2 separate regions of the Anas platyrhynchos genome follow, and region 1 is linked to region 2. The links are chromatin contacts, called in public Hi-C maps. All regions are on one chromosome and are shown on one strand. Each heading gives the region's core, a stretch centred on a gene start, on an enhancer-like site or on the middle of the called end of the contact. The rest is flanking DNA. Distances are from core to core; before and after follow the strand shown.

Region 1 (4,407 bases), core at 327-2,826, 90 kb after region 2:
TTCTGGGTTGACTTTCTTAGCGTTAGGCTTCGAAAGGCGCTTTGGGGTGGGAGATTTTGAATTGGGAGAATTTTCCCCCCTCCCCTAACTTTTGCTGGGCGCGCTCTGCTCCGAGCCGAGGGCGCTTCGGCTGCTGCGTTTCGCAGCCTTATTTTTTTTTAATAATTACTTCTGCAATTAAAAATAATAATAATTAAAAAATATATAAAAAAGGATCTATGCAACGCTTTCTGAGCACAAAAGCACGGCCTGAAAAACAGCGGGAGGAGGGCCCCAGCGGTGGGACCCGCAGCTCCTGCAGGATCCAGAGGGGATCCGGAGGGGATCCGGAGGGGATCCACTCCTCGCCCGCTCCAGGACGGCTCCTCAAAGCCCCGAAACTGCCCCAAAGTTGCCTAGAGGGGGGGGGCAGCCCTTAGGGCTCCGAACAATGCCCGGAGCCGCCCCCCCCCCCCGGCCCCGATCTCCCCCGGCAGGGCTCGGAGCAGGGCTAAGGGGGGGGGGGCTCCGGGGCTGCCCCCCGGCGGCCAACAAAGGGCGAGCCGGGGGCGCACAAAAGGCGGCGGCAGAGCTGCTGGGCGCCCAAACTTCCCCGGCACCTGCCCCCAAATTATCCCGGCTGTGTGTCCGTGTGTGTGTGTATCCATGTGTCCCCCCCCCGGCGAGCCTCACCTGGCCTGCGCTTCGTCCAAACTCTGGTCGGTGATGGTCATGATCTGCTGTAAGATGTCTCCGATGTCCTGCTTCCTGCCTGCCTCCCCCTCCGCCCCGCCTGGTCCATCCTGCATGTGCTGGGACAGGCCCGGGTGCCCGGGCATCCCCACCCCGCCGTGCGTGTGCATCAGCCGCGGCTGCTCGTCCATCTCCGGCCCCGCCGCCTGGGCTCGGCTCCTCGCTCGCTTTGCTTCTTCTTCTTCTTCTTCTTTTGCTTCGTGTCTTCCCCCCCCACCTCCCTGCACACACTCCTCCTCCTCCTCCTCTTCCTCTTCGCGCTGCTTTTTTTTTTTTTTTATTGTTATTGATCCTTCAGGCTTCCAGCTCGGCGGCGGGGAGGAGAAAAAAAAAAATAGAAAAAAATTTAAAAATTTAAAAAAAAAAAAAAAAGGAGAGAGAGGAGAGGGAAGAAAGGGGGGAAAAAAAATCCCTTCGGCTGCTGGAGGAGGAGGAGGAGGAGGAGGAGGGAGGGAAGGAGGGAGGGAGGGAAGGAGGGGGGGTTCCGGGGAAGGGAGGGGAAACGGCGGCGACTCCAAAAGGGGGCGGCGGGGCAGGAGCCGCTCCGGAGTCACTCCGGATCCCAGCGGGGCGCTGTCAGCGCCGGAGCCAGGCGGGCTCCAAACTTTGCCCCCTTTTTATTTTTATTTTTTTTAATTTTTTTCTTCCCTTCCTCCGGGCCGGGCTCGGGGCTGCGTGGCCGCCGGCAGCGCTGAGGTGGGCGGCAGCGGGGGCTGCCCCCTCCCCGGCCGGGCCTCCGCGCACCGCAGCCCCCCCCGGCCCCGGCCCTCGCCGCCTGCTTTTGTTCGGCTCCGGACTCCTCAAAGTGGCACGGAGGAACCCGAGGAGGAGGAGGAGGAGGGAGAAGGAGGAGGAGGAGGAGGAGGGGAGGAAGGGGCCGCCGCTGCTCCCCGCCCCCCCGGCCCCATTGGCGGCTGCGGAGGGAAGGCCCGGCCCCGCCGCCCGCACCGCCCCCCCGTCAATCTCCGGGTTCAGAGGTGGGCCGGGGGCCGCGCCCCGCCCGCGCCTTAAAGCGCCCACGGCCTTCCTCCTCCTCCTCCTCCTCCTCCTCCTCCTCCTCCTCCTTCTCCTTTCTTCTCCTGGCTTTGCCTGGAGGCGCTCAGCCGGCGGCTGAGATCCTCCCCGGAACGCCACAGCGAACCCACACGGCCCCTGAGGGGGCTCACGGCGCCCCTCACCTCACCTCATCCCCGTGAGGCAGAGCTGTCCCTAAAGCACAGCCACCCCCAAAGCACAGCCACCAGCTTGTCCCCAGCCACAAGGGACCCTCAGGGACACAAAGAACTGGGGTTTGCTGGGGCAGCGGGGCAAGGCCGAGGATATACCCACAGCATCTCCTCGCCTCCTGATCCTCTGCCACAACCTAAAAACATGGAACCAGATGGTCCCACACCTGATTTTGCAGCCCAAACCATACATCCTCAAGGCAAGGGAAGCCAGCAGAGATCCCAAGCCCACAGAGACCATAATTCAGGTCTATTTGTCGTGGTGTCACGGCACACAAGGAGGTGAAGGGCTTCACCAGCCCCTCTCTGCGTTATCCCAGACCCAAGGCTGCCACGTGGCCAGAAATACTTCTGGAGGCACCAGCGGGTGAGCAGGGCCAGCTGAAGCCTGCAAAGTTGTATTAAAAAGATGTAAAAGGGAGTTAGGGTGATCAGAAAAGCTTCCTGCTTGGGAGGTGACTTCATCAGACGCGAGGGCTGCCAAGCTCCAGGTCCCTCGTACCGTAAGGGGACACAGCCCCTGACCTCGGTGCAGGTCGGGGACGGAGCCGTCCAATTGATTGGAAATAAAACAAAAAAACAAGGCAATTGTTTTGCTTCTGCTCTTCCTCGTTAATGAAACACTTTCCAGTGTTTGAAGCAAAACATGACTTTCCATTTTGAAATTTCCTTTCAACCCATTAAAATGTTTTAAAGCGGTTGAAGGCAAAGTGAGATGTTTTGATTTTTGTCGCTATGAAATGTTTCACTCAACACGGGGGTTTTTTTTGATCCTCGACTTGCCAAAATTTTTCAAAAATTTGTTTCCTCACCCAAGACAGATCTATATATTTTTTTTTACTTTTTCAAAAAGGCCAAGAAACGGGAGAAAATATCCAGTATCTCCATGGCTCCACAGGAAATGGAACTTGATCCAAGGAACCAGGAGCCAAGGGACTTCTCTCCAAAGGCCCAAACTTTCAGACACTTAGTCATCTCTTCACTCCCTTGCTCGCACACCAAGTCTAGACGTACGCTGTCTCAAAATTTGGCAGGGACTCTCCCATCCCCAGAGGTCAGCACAGGGTTTGGGTTTGATCTTGAGCAGCCCCAGGGAGTGGAAGCGCAGCAAGAGGTCCACGTGCACGACAAAACGGGGAGCGCTGCGACAGGCCAGGCTGTGGGGACAGACAGCAGCACCCCAGGGGCAGCGGGGCACACGGGGTGGGATGCCGTGGTCTGCTGACCCCACAGACTCTTCTATTGCAAATCCTTCCCCGTTTCCAAAGTCACAGCATGGTCCTGCAGCGTTTTGGGTAGATGCCAGGCAGCGGGAGCCAGAAGACCCTTAGGGCAGCCGTCATGGGTAGGAGATGAGGCTCACATGGGGGCAAGAGGAGTTGTCTGTGGGGTGGGTGAGCCCAAGGCTCACCCCATGGCATCTCACGGGGAGGGGGATGCCGCAGCCCGAGCTGCTCCACAGGAGGCATCCAGCACGGGGCCTTGGAGGAGTAATTGGGAACGGCCAGGACTCTGCCTCTGCCGTCTACCGGAGTCTGTAAAATCCCTCCTGTCAGAAATAACTAATCCTGGGGCCTTTACAACGCCTCTCCCGAAAAGCACATTTCATCCCACTGTCTCCTTCTGCCTTCCAAGTGCCTGAGACTGCAATAGGTATTACCGAAAATATTCCCCCCGGGAGCCGACACTGGACTCCCTTAAAGCCCGAACGCCACCACCCCTCCTTCCCCAAGACACAAGCAAGCGCTGTGCTCTATTATCTCTACACCCACTAAATCTTCCTGAAATAAAGAATAAACATTTCCACCACACATAGTATAAGTGTATATGCCAAGCTGCGTCGCTTCCTCCCCTCTGTGGTTATTATAAAGTGGTTTTGTTTCAATGGCGAAGCAGATGGACAGGGTCCAAGTCTGCCGGCCCTGCTCCCTGGGAGTACGTCTGACACTGGCTTTGGTTTATCACGGATTCCTGAAGAAAACGTTTACGGGAGCCTCTTGTTTAAAGTCTTGGCTCCAGCATGACATAATTCCTATTATTTATTGAATGAAAATCAAGCTGTTGTTAATGCACCATTACCGTGGCGGAGCGAAGCCCTGGGAAATTGAGGCCAAGCACACTCTTTCTCTGAGCACGAGGGAAGCATCTCCCCACCATCACCCCCCGATGCCTACACCACAGGATGAAAACCAGTCTCCTGCCCTGTGAATCCTTACACGTTTTCATTTTGGTGAGGACAGCCTGAATTCCTCACACTCTTTTACTTTGAGGTCTCAAAACTGAGACCCCATAGTCGATACGTAGCCCCACTTCAGGGGATGGGTACCTGAGATCCCTCAGTGGTGATGCTCGTTTCCATTCTTCACAACCAAATTCCTTTTCCTCCCTTTTCTGCACTTTTTCCACTACCTCATTCCACGGAAAAACCTGCCCCTGTCCCGTGCCCCAG
Region 2 (3,907 bases), core at 1,228-3,727:
TCTGCTTTTGTGTTTACCGTCCATGCACGTAACACCCAAGACATCACTGTCACTCACACGGTCTGATCACATTGCTTTTCGAACAAAAACCAGAACAGAGAAGGGGAACCAAGAAAAAAAAAAACAACAACAATGCAATGAAAATAAAGTGCCCCCCCCAAAACAAACCCCAAAACCAAACCCATCTCTTTTTTTTTTTTTCTTTTTTTTTTTTTTTTTAAGACCACAAAAATGAACCAACCGAAACCAGAAAACAAAAACTGAAATAACCCAAAGGAGAAAATGAGAGTGATTAGAGGGAGGGGGGGAAAACAAACAAAAAAACAACACTAACAACCCAAAATAAACAAAAACAAAAACTAACCAGCTGAATTGGGAGTTGAGGGTGAGTTAGCCTGGCTTCCATGGGCTGACACATTGGTAGCCGTGACAGCCGTTTTGGCAGCATAAATATTGGCTTCCTCTTGAAATTTACCTATGTTCTTCTTGTACCGGATTCTCTTATTTCCAAACCAGTTTGATACCTAGAGCGAGTTTGAGAGAAGACAAAGACGTTAACGTTTCTGCTCTGGAAACTGTGGCTGGGTGAGGAATGAGGATTAGTTCAGGGTAAGCAGTGCATCACCTTCTTTTTTCCCCAGTTTGATTAGCCATGGGGGAGCACCTTCTACCTGTGTGTGCCATCCCAGCCCCTGGAAAGACAGCGGGACCCTCCTGGGATCACCACGTTTGTGCGGATACATCTGGTTCCTCTGCAGATCGGACTGCCATCGAGGGAACCCTCTGTAGGAACTGCTAGACCCACCCCACAAAAATATCAGATGGGTTTTAAAAAAAATGAGAAAGTCCTGAAATTGCAGGATTTGAAAATGAGCACGGTTCTTTTTGGTGCTTTGTATTTGCCTTCTTCACAGCATCCCTTTGACAGGGCCAGCAGTGCAATGTGCTTCCTCCCTCTCTTCCCAGATGCATTTTCTCCTCCTTTTAGAGAAGGAAAAATACTCAGTGAATTTACTCAGGCCTGGCAGATGCACAAAATTGCCTTGATATCATCTATGCTCCGCTTTTTGACCCATCGAAGTGAAATCAGCGCAAAATGCTGGAAGTGAATGCTTTTCACCCAGCCAAGCTCTGCTCTCTGTGATTCAGCAAGCTGAGAGCTAGCCTGGGAGCACGGAGCACCTTCAGGGTGAGGCTGCACGGGGAGCATGGGGCTCATCCCAAGACCTAACATCAGTCCCAGGGAAGAAATGTGTCCCTGCTGGGTGTCTGGATACACATCCCAAAGTCTGCATGTCAGCAGTGCAGCAAAGAGCAAATTCAGGTTACTTCCTGAAGCACCATGAGCTCTGCGTTCCCCAAATCGGCCCTAATGCTGCTGAACTTGTTCATTTGCGGCCGCTATGTTGCTGTCAACAACTCCAGAGAGGTGGGGAAGATTCAGCCTCGAGTTTGGGATGCCGCTCTCAGCTTCTCTGATGACACTGGACATGGGGAAGCAGGGGGATGTCTTCCTGGGTACAGGTCTCGAAGCAGAAATCAACTTGCAGCCACCCCTCACCTTGTTTTAGAAAGCTTAACAGGATGACAAAGACAGACAAATGCCAGAGGATGCTGTCACTGTCCCACAGGACCTCCACCCTGCCTGGGATTGCTTGGAGCTGGGACTCCGAACTGATCAACCCCATTAGTGGGACTCTGAGGACTTTCTCGCTTGCTTGCTGCTGAGCAGTGTCAATAACTGAACCCTGTAAGATTTATTCCTATGATGTTTTCTGTCTGCAGTGCCAGGTAAATGGTCGGACTTGATGATCTCGGAGGTCTTTTCCAACCTAAATGATTCTATGATCCTATAGAGTGCTCAGTGACTTCTATAGAGGTGCCTTCATCTGCCCATTTACCTGCTACTGAATTGCACGCACCCAATCCCGTGCTGCTGCAGTGCAGGAAAAAGAAATACAACACGCAGAGACCCCAGGGTGGCAAGAAGTAATAAATCAGCACCCCAGCCAGATCTGGGAGCGAATATTCAATGGCCCCAGGAGCAGGCACTGCTTGTCAGGAGCCCCGTTCCCCTGCTCGGCCCAGCTTCCTCACTAATGCCCACGTCCTCCTTCGCAGCCTCCCCACGTGGTTGATAAGCACAGCATTTCTCCTGGGCATTTTCTCTTGGCGAGGGAGAAGTTGTAAGTGCGAACAGATGAATTAAAAGTGAGAGGGGAAGCATCAGGACAGCTGTAGCTTTCCTGGAGCCAATACGTGCGGCCTCTCGCAGGTAACTCCGAGGAGAATCAGCGTTTGGGTCTTCTGGCACGGGGGATGCAGTCGGAGTCACTCAGCAGGCATTCAGCACAGTGACGACACCTACCCTCGGATGCTGCTGCTCCTGCTGAAGGCAGACATGCTCTCACAAGGACACCAGATGCTACTGCTGTCTTCAGTTTACTCAAGTGATGAACAGGCATGTGCCTTGGGGCTGGAAAGAGGCCCAAGACGAGGAATGCAACAGGAGCCTGGAGGGAGTGCTAAGCTCACACGAGGACAAGACTACCAGAGGCAATTTGCTGGCTCTCAGTCGTTCAGCTTGCTCCAAAAAGTGAAGAAATGAAGAAGGGCAGGCCTGAGTAATGAACAGTTGAACAATTCGAGTACTGACTGTTCCCCTCACAGATCCCAGCAGCTCGCAGGTCAGAACAGACTGCAGGAACTACGTGGCTGCCTCAAATGTATGGAAATAATTCCATTTGTCTTCATCAATGCCTTTCTTTGAAGGATAGGCAAGTTGGGGAGATGTGATGCTCAGCAGCACAGGAGTAACAACAAAGAGAAACGACCTGGGGAAGCCCACCCTCCTTGGGCACAAACCACAACCATCAGCCTGTTTGACCCCAACCCTTCCCACCAGGACCTTGCTCCTTCAACCTCATCAGGCAAACTTTGCTCGACTCTTCTTACTGCCTTCATAGAAGGGACTTTCAGCTCAAATAAGCTCTTCTTGCAAACCAGCACTGATTCCCGGAGGAGAAGACTGCTTCTTGCTGAATTGTTCCTGTGCTGTTAACCCCTTGGCTACACACACAGACCTTACTGTGTTAGGTCTGCATCCCTCCCAAGTTCTCTCCCAGACTTTCCTTCTCCATCCCCAGCTTCATCCTGCCAAGACTGCTGTCTACTCTCCTATCCACTGCACTAGCCTGCCCTAAACCCATTTAGTAATTCATTGTTTCACACTGGGGAGGTCTGAAGTTCCCTTCGACATGTCAAGGTTTCCTTCAGCAGCCTTTGCTGTATTTCTGGGATCTCTCACCTGTGAGACTGTGATGCCGCATTTCTTGGCTAGCTCTTCTTTGGCTTCCTCACTGGGGTAAGGGTTGCTGAGATGGGAATAGAAATACTCATTCAGGATTTCCGTAGCCTGCTTGTTGAAGTTTCGTCTCTTCCGCCTTAGGGTGAAGAAAGAAGGAAAGGGAAACAGAAGGAAAAGGAAATCAGTGCCGGGGTCCAGAAACAGGAATGCAATTTTAGATGCTTTGACTTTCTCCATTTCCCTCCCTCCTTCCCTTTCTCCTGGATGCAAGGGACTCATGGCCAAGAAGCTTCCCATCTGCACCTTGCAGGTGACTACTCTCTCAACACCTTCCAAAGAAAGTCTCTTCAAATTATCACTGCATCCTTCAGCCTGCAGAAGTCTCTTAACACTGGCACCCAGCTCCCACAGCTGGGAAGGTGACTCCTGACACCTGGCTGCCCTGGCTGAAGATGTCAGCACTACTCTGCAAAGCTCTGTGCTGAGAAAGCAGCTGTAGATACTTCCTTGTCACATCAAAATGAGAAAAAATGGCACGGGCTGAATGTCTTGTATTTCTCTCCCCTCCCTTGCTGAGCCCCAAACTAAAGGATAAAGAGG

The links. A called contact is a pair of places that touch in the nucleus more often than the background predicts.
Region 1: a Hi-C map of subcutaneous adipose tissue shows a contact between it and region 2, with 1.9 times the contacts expected there. The contact joins the promoter of PBX1 here to the enhancer-like site in region 2. A contact is called at or near these places in 2 of 8 Hi-C or Micro-C datasets (skeletal muscle and subcutaneous adipose tissue).

The regions. Positions count from the first base shown.
Region 1 is chr8:17,748,708-17,753,114 of IASCAAS_PekinDuck_T2T, forward strand. It overlaps PBX1 (PBX homeobox 1), which reads right to left and starts at 1,577. Exons shown (of 9, transcript XM_027463507.3): 1 at 673-1,577. The coding sequence starts at 863.
Region 2 is chr8:17,658,029-17,661,935 of IASCAAS_PekinDuck_T2T, forward strand. PBX1 (PBX homeobox 1) reads right to left here. Exons shown (of 9, transcript XM_027463507.3): 5 at 3,308-3,443; 6 at 365-524. Among named protein-coding and RNA genes, the nearest start is that of LMX1A, 74 kb to the left of the region's middle. Within about 2 kb of position 2,478, at least 1 of the 8 cell types and tissues checked has an H3K27ac peak or open chromatin away from gene starts, as enhancers often do. A contact at or near this core is called in subcutaneous adipose tissue, where this site is marked.